Regions from separate parts of the Macaca mulatta genome. Here region 1 is linked to region 2. Evidence: chromatin contacts called from public Hi-C data. All regions are on one chromosome and are shown on one strand. Each heading gives the region's core, a stretch centred on a gene start, on an enhancer-like site or on the middle of the called end of the contact. The rest is flanking DNA. Distances are from core to core; before and after follow the strand shown. Region 1 holds the start of CERS5 (ceramide synthase 5). Region 2 holds the start of SMARCD1 (SWI/SNF related, matrix associated, actin dependent regulator of chromatin, subfamily d, member 1).

What was found. A called contact is a pair of places that touch in the nucleus more often than the background predicts.
Region 1: a Hi-C map of fetal cortex germinal zone shows a contact between it and region 2, with 5 times the contacts expected there. The contact joins the promoter of CERS5 here to the promoter of SMARCD1 in region 2. A contact is called at or near these places in 7 of 14 Hi-C or Micro-C datasets (CD4 T cells, blood, cortical neurons and 4 more).

Annotation. Positions count from the first base shown.
Region 1 is chr11:57,341,270-57,344,513 of T2T-MMU8v2.0, forward strand. It overlaps CERS5 (ceramide synthase 5), which reads right to left and starts at 1,952. Exons shown (of 10, transcript XM_077954172.1): 1 at 1,726-1,952. It overlaps LOC144332869 (a long non-coding RNA gene), which reads left to right. Exons shown (of 2, transcript XR_013401065.1): 2 at 117-462.
Region 2 is chr11:57,257,362-57,260,670 of T2T-MMU8v2.0, forward strand. It overlaps SMARCD1 (SWI/SNF related, matrix associated, actin dependent regulator of chromatin, subfamily d, member 1), which reads left to right and starts at 1,533. Exons shown (of 11, transcript XM_077954164.1): 1 at 1,533-1,866; 2 at 2,488-2,675; 3 at 2,964-3,006; 4 at 3,096-3,218. The coding sequence starts at 1,690. It overlaps ASIC1 (acid sensing ion channel subunit 1), which reads left to right. Exons shown (of 12, transcript NM_001261065.1): 12 at 1-265.

The sequences.
Region 1 (3,244 bases), core at 702-3,201, 84 kb after region 2:
CGGATGCCTGTAGTCTCAGCTACTCGGGAGGCTCAGACAGGAGAATGGCATGAACCCGGGAGGCGGAGCTTGCAGTGAGCCGAGATGGCACCACTGCACTCCAGCCTGGTCCACAGAGCGAGACTCGGCCTCAAGGGCCAAGGAAAGCCATTTAGATCTTTGGGTTTCATTTGCTTCACTTAAGCATCTTTTATTTTTGCACTTGAACGTCTGGCAGAGCATTTTGATGATGACACACAAATACTACGAATAAATGGACGAGTGACTAGCTAAATAGAACACAATATTTTGAAAGATTTGAGTCAAAAATAGTAGGCAAATCGAAGAAGCAATCCCAAACAGATGCTATCTTTCAGAAATTAACAGATTGTTTCACCTGCAGCATAGTCCCATCCCAGAAAGGGCATTCCTGCATTACAATCATTTATGCTTGGATAAAGGCAAAACGAACAGCTGTCCAAGAAACACCCTCATTACCTGAGGCCTATGGCAAAAACACGTCTCCTTTCTTGGAGTCTAAGTAGACTTGATCAAAATCACCCACAGCTATAAATTCACATTATAATATCACACACCAAAGCCTCAGTGAATATCTTGGACAAACAGATATGATCCATTCACTTAAAGGTGAAATCACATGGTTGAACAAAGTATATTGCAATTCTGCTAAACTCATTTAGAAGCTGGCTCAAGGCCGGGTGCGGTGGCTCACGCCTGTAATCCCAGCACTTTGGGAGGCAGAGGCGGGCGGATCACTTGAGGTCAGGAGTTAGAGACCAGCCGGGCCAACATGGCGAAACCCCTTCTCTACTAAAAATACAAAAATTAGCAGGGCGTGGTGGTGCGCGCCTGTAATCCCAGCTACTCGGGAGGCTGAGGAAGGAGAATCGCTTGAACTGGGGAGGCGGAGGTTGCGTTGAGCCGAGATCGTGCCATTGTACTCCAGCCTGGGCAACAAGAACGAAACTCCGTCTCAAAAAAAAAGAAGCTGGCTCAATATAGCTGTCCTCTGATAAGCCCTATGGCTCTCTATCCCTTCGAACACTCCTCCTTCCATTTCAGGCCCCAAGGCCTGTTCTGCAACTAATCTGACATCTTTCCATACTTTGGAAGCCTCGGGCTCCACCACACCCTATCCCCACCAGATTTCTACCCTCCTACCAACAAACGTGCATGAGTTGACATACCAAACCAACTCCCAAACTAATCCTGTTCCCCTCAGTTCTCAGAAACGCAAGCGTCCTAACGAATCTTAAAATTCTGATGAATCCATTCCTTTCCCTTGGAACGTCTGGCCCTTGGGTTGACTCCTCGGCTTCCATGGTCACAACTAGCTGCGGTTCTCCTGGGCCCTTCCTATCCCTCTCTTCGGGGCCTCTGCCAGAGTTCACACTGAACCTGTTTCCTCATCTGTAAGACCCTTGGAGGTTGGGAGGAGGCCTATATGACCGCCCCCGCCAAGCCAACTCCGGATCTAACATTGAAGGGACCCAGCATTCCCCTAGACCCCCACTCTTTCTCTTGCCCACGCCCCAAACTCCTTCTCCACCCAGGCTCCGCTACCACCTCGCCCACTCGCCTAGCATCACCCGCCGCGGCCCAAGCTCCCCTAGCCCCTGCTTCCGGGCTTTCCCTGCAGTTCTGCTTCCGGCCCTCGGTCCTTCCCACAGCGGGGCGCCCCTGCCCTCGCCCGGCCCCTCGAGCCGCTCGCTCGCGGGCTCTCACCTTTCGAAGAGCAGCCTCACGAAGAAGATGCCCGCCGCCAGCGGGAACACCGAGAGGATGTGCCGGCCGCGCGGGTAGCCGTAGCCGTCGGCCGGCCCCTCCAGATCAGCCCAGGTCACGTTCTGGGGTAGCCAGAAGCGCTCGCTCCACAGCCAGCCCCACAGCAAGCTTAGGGGTCCCTGCGCTGCTGTCGCCATCTTACGCCCACCCCGAGCCACCGCCGCCACAAGCGTCAGCTGCTGCCACAGCCAACGGAACCCGCGGGGAGGCGGCCCCAGGGCGGGGCCCGACCAGCGGCCACCCCCTTCCGGCCCCTTCTGAACACCGCCACGGATCCGCCCGCCTCCCCGGCAGAGCCGGGCCTCTTCACCGCCCATCTCTCCTCCCGACCCACTTCCCTCACCGCAACCCGGGAACCGCCTCCGGGGATCCACGCCCCTTCCCGAGCCTCTGACTCGCCCAGCCGGGTCCTGGGGCCACGCCCCGGGCGGTGCTGGGCCCACCCTCTTTTGCTGCTAGTCTTGGCCGCGCTTCTGCTCCTCACTCACTCCTCCATCCAGCCACGGCCACACCCCTTATTTCAGGCCTAGCTCCTTTACGGGGACATTCTCCTTTCTCAGCCTGTCAGAATCAAGTACGTTCCCGCTCCCACCCAGGCGGTATCTCTGTCTCCACTCCCGGAGGCCAGATCGATCTCTCAGGTCATGGCTTCTCTTGGATCTCTGCTGGTCCTGCCCACTACTGTCTGCCACCAGAGTTCTTTTTGCTCCCAACCTTTTCTTCCCTTCGTGCCCCATGACCTCAGCCTACTTTCACTGCTTTATCCCTTAAAAATTAGTCACTTTGGGCCGGGCGCGGTGGCTCAAGCCTGTAATCCCAGCACTTTGGGAGGCCGAGACGGGCGGATCACGAGGTCAGGGGATCAAGACCATCCTGGCTAACACGGCGAAACCCCGTCTCTACTAAAAATACAAAAAACTAGCCAGGCGAGGTGGCGGCGAGTGCCTGTAGTCCCAGCTACTCGGGAGGCTGAGGCAGGAGAATGGCGTGAACCCGGGAGGCGGAGCTTGCAGTGAGCCGAGATGGTGCCACTGCACTCCAGCCTGGGCGACAGAGCGAGACTCCGTCTCAAAAAAAAAAAAAAAAAAAAAAAAAAAAAAAAAAAAATTAGTCACTTTTCCTCGGAAAAGATGGACTTAACAGTTTACAAAAGGCCGGGCGCGGTGGCTCACGTCTGTAATCCCAGCACGTTCGGAGGCCAACGCAGGCGGATCACCTGAGGTCAGGAGTTTGAGACCACCTTGGCCAACATGGCAAAACCCCGTCTCTACTAAAAATACAAAAATTAGCCGGGCCTGGTGGCGCTGTGCCTGTAATTCCAGCTACTCGGAAAGCTGAGACAGGAGAATCGCTTGAACCTGGGAGGTTGCAGTGAGCCGAGGTTGCAGTGAGGTTTGCAGTGAGCCGAGATCGTGCCATTGCACTCCAGCCTGGGCGACAGACCAAAGACTCCGTCTCG
Region 2 (3,309 bases), core at 283-2,782:
CCTCTCCAGGCCTTCCTTCCCCAGCTGTGTCTTGGTCTTCAATCCCAGAACAGGACCTGTGAGCAGGTCACCTGTGCATTGGCCTGGAGCTGGAGAGTAAGGCTATAGGATCTTTGGAATCTCTTGGTTCCTGGGAGTTCCTCAGAGATCATACCTCCCCAGAGGGAAGCAGGAATGAGGCCAAAAAGTGTGCATTGGATAGGGGAACAGCAGGCAGGGCTTTGGGTGACGCATGCCTCTGGTCTAATAAACTGGGTTTCAACCATCTCCTCTTCAGTGTTGTTCACTTATTTGAAAACATATTTAGGTATTCTCACTAAGTGCCTAGAGCTGAGCTTGGTTTTGGGGCCAAACAATTAGGGGATGAGTAAGGAGAAGGTTTGAGTAGGGAGACTGTGGTCCTCCTGGGATGGGACGGCTGACCATCGTATCAGGAATAGTTTGAACCACTGGGCAGGGAAAGAGGGAGGAGTCAAAGGCAACAAAGGTCCAAAACAGAATCCCCATCACAAACAATGCTTTAGAGAGAGAGCAGAGTCAAAATTCAAGATAAACTGGAACTTATTATAAAATCTGAAAGCAGGCTGGCACGGTGGCTCACGCCTGTAATCCCAACACTTTGGGAGGCTGAGACGGGCGGATCACTTGAGGCCAGGAGTTCGAGACCAGCCTACGCAACATAATGAAACCCCCATCCCTATTTTTTAATATTAAAAAAAAATCTGAGGCCAGGCACAATGGCTCACACCTGTAATCCCAGCATTTTGGGAGGCTGAGGCGCGCAGACCACTTGAGCTTAGGAGTTTGAAACCAACATGGGCAACATGGTGAAACCCTGTCTCTACCAAAAATACAAAACAGCCTGGCATGGTGGTGCATGCCTGTGATCCCAGCTACTCGGGAGGCTGAGGTGGGAGGATCACTTGAGCCTGGGAGGCGGAGGTTGCAGTGAGCTGAGATGGTGCCACTGTGACAAAGAGAGACCTCATGTCGAAAAAATAATAATAATAATAATCCGGAAGCAGGTTAGGTCGGAGACAAAGTTAGGTTGAAGTTCCCACGTGAGGTAGTTATTGAGGCACTTTATCTGTGGAATGAGTCCTGGGCTATGAGCAAGAAGACCTGGAATCTTGGCTTCGGCTTTATGACTAACTTGCTGGTTGACCTTTGCCAAGTCGTTCACCTGTGAGTTCAGCTTTCCTATTTGGAAAATGGAATAAACTGTGTTTCCCTCCTCAGCCCCTGATAGTTATAGCAGTAAGAAAATGAAACGAAAAGCAATCAAAGCGTTTTGGGAAGTTAATGCCATGCGCCAAGATGAAGCTATTACTCCAAGCACCTCATCATCAGCGGGCTGGAGTCGGGGTTGAGACTGGGGCTGAGGCTGTGGTCCGTCCCCCTTTCCAGGTCCTTGTCTACCTCCCGTCGGCCTGGGGGCGCCCGCTCACGGGGCCTCTCTATCCCAGAGTTCTTCTCTATGGTTTTCCCTCCAGGACCGTGAAGGCGGGAGGGCGTGGCCAGCACGCCTTTTCCGCTACTCGCTCCTCTCTAGGCGACAGTCTCGCTGCCCTGAGCCTCCCGTGCCGGCCAGCCGGCCGGGGGAACAGGCGGGCGCTCGGGGGGCGCTCAGGGGGCGGGGGGAGTTCCGGTTCCGGTTCTTTGTGCAGCTGCATCGGCGGCTCCGGGAAGATGGCGGCCCGGGCGGGTTTCCAGTCTGTGGCTCCGAGCGGCGGCGCCGGAGCCTCGGGAGGGGCGGGCGCGGCTGCTGCCCTGGGCCCGGGCGGAACTCCGGGGCCTCCCGTGCGAATGGGCCCGGCTCCGGGTCAAGGGCTGTACCGCTCCCCGATGCCCGGAGCGGCCTATCCGGTGAGTGGGGCAGGAGGAGGGACGCGCGGGCCGGGGGCGGGGCCGAGCGGGGACGTGGGAGTGACAGGGGTGGGGGGAGAAGTAGGAGGGACTCCCTTGGGAGGGGTTCGGGCTCTGGGTGGGGGTTGGGGGAGGCAGTGCGCAGGAAGAGAGGGGGAGGCAGTTGGCGTCCACACCTGCTCCTAGGGGCATTGTTTCCGTGGGGAGTCGGTAGAGAACCAGGGTGGGTGAAGTGGGTCCAGGGATACCTGTACGAGGGCCGGAGTGCAGAGGGGCTTGAGCAGCTCCATTGATCAAAGGAACACAGAACGTGTAGTTGACAAATTGAGGTCAGCTTCTAAAGAGATAGTAGCTAGCAGAGTAAATGTGGAACTGGCGATGTCCGATGTGTCCGATCCAAAATAGACCGATAATTTGAGTATAATCTGGCTCTCGCTTAGCTTTTGGACTCTTTATTTTTCTGTGGAGTCACTGCTGGAGCAGAGGGTTCTCGTCTCATTGTCCTCCATTCCATCCGTAAACCTTACTTCATTCAAAGAACTCAGGCGTTCCCTGCTTTTCTTTCTTGGTGGGGTTTAGCAGGTGAAACCATGACATCTCTGGGTCCTCTCCCCTCTGTAGAGACCAGGTATGTTGCCAGGCAGCCGAATGACACCTCAGGGACCTTCCATGGGACCCCCTGGCTATGGGGGGAACCCTTCAGTCCGACCTGGCCTGGCCCAGTCAGGGATGGATCAGTCCCGCAAGAGACCTGCCCCTCAGCAGATCCAGCAGGTCCAGCAGCAGGCTGTCCAAAATCGAAACCACAAGTAAGATGATCCTGGGGCAGAGGGAGGGAGGGAGGGAGCCTGGGAGTACACAGGTGGTGGGATTACCTGAACCAAGAAGTGGTGGTGCTGTGTCAGCAGATGGTGCTACAGGATGATTGAGAATGCTTGGTGGTGGTGGTGGTGGTGGTGGTGGTGGTGGTGGTAGTTCTTTGATTTGAGAGAAGCTTTGCAATCCCTTCACATTACTATAAATGGACATGCTGACAGCTTATTTTCACGTTCTGACTAGTTCTGTCCCAACCTGATAATAGTGTTTATTCCCAACAGTGCAAAGAAAAAGAAGATGGCTGACAAAATTCTACCTCAAAGGGTGAGTCCAGGCTGTTTTCTGGAAAGTGTGGTAGGTTTGAGTATAGAGATGAATCATCCTAGATTTCAATTAATTTTTCTGTTCCTAAGATTCGTGAACTGGTACCAGAATCCCAGGCCTATATGGATCTCTTGGCTTTTGAAAGGAAACTGGACCAGACTATCATGAGGAAACGACTAGATATCCAAGAGGCCTTGAAACGTCCCATCAAGGTAACACAGGAAGTTACTAAGCAGAGAGCCAAAGGAGAGGACCCAGGAACCTTCAGCAGGCTTAGGATGAGAAATCAAAGGCACAGCACAA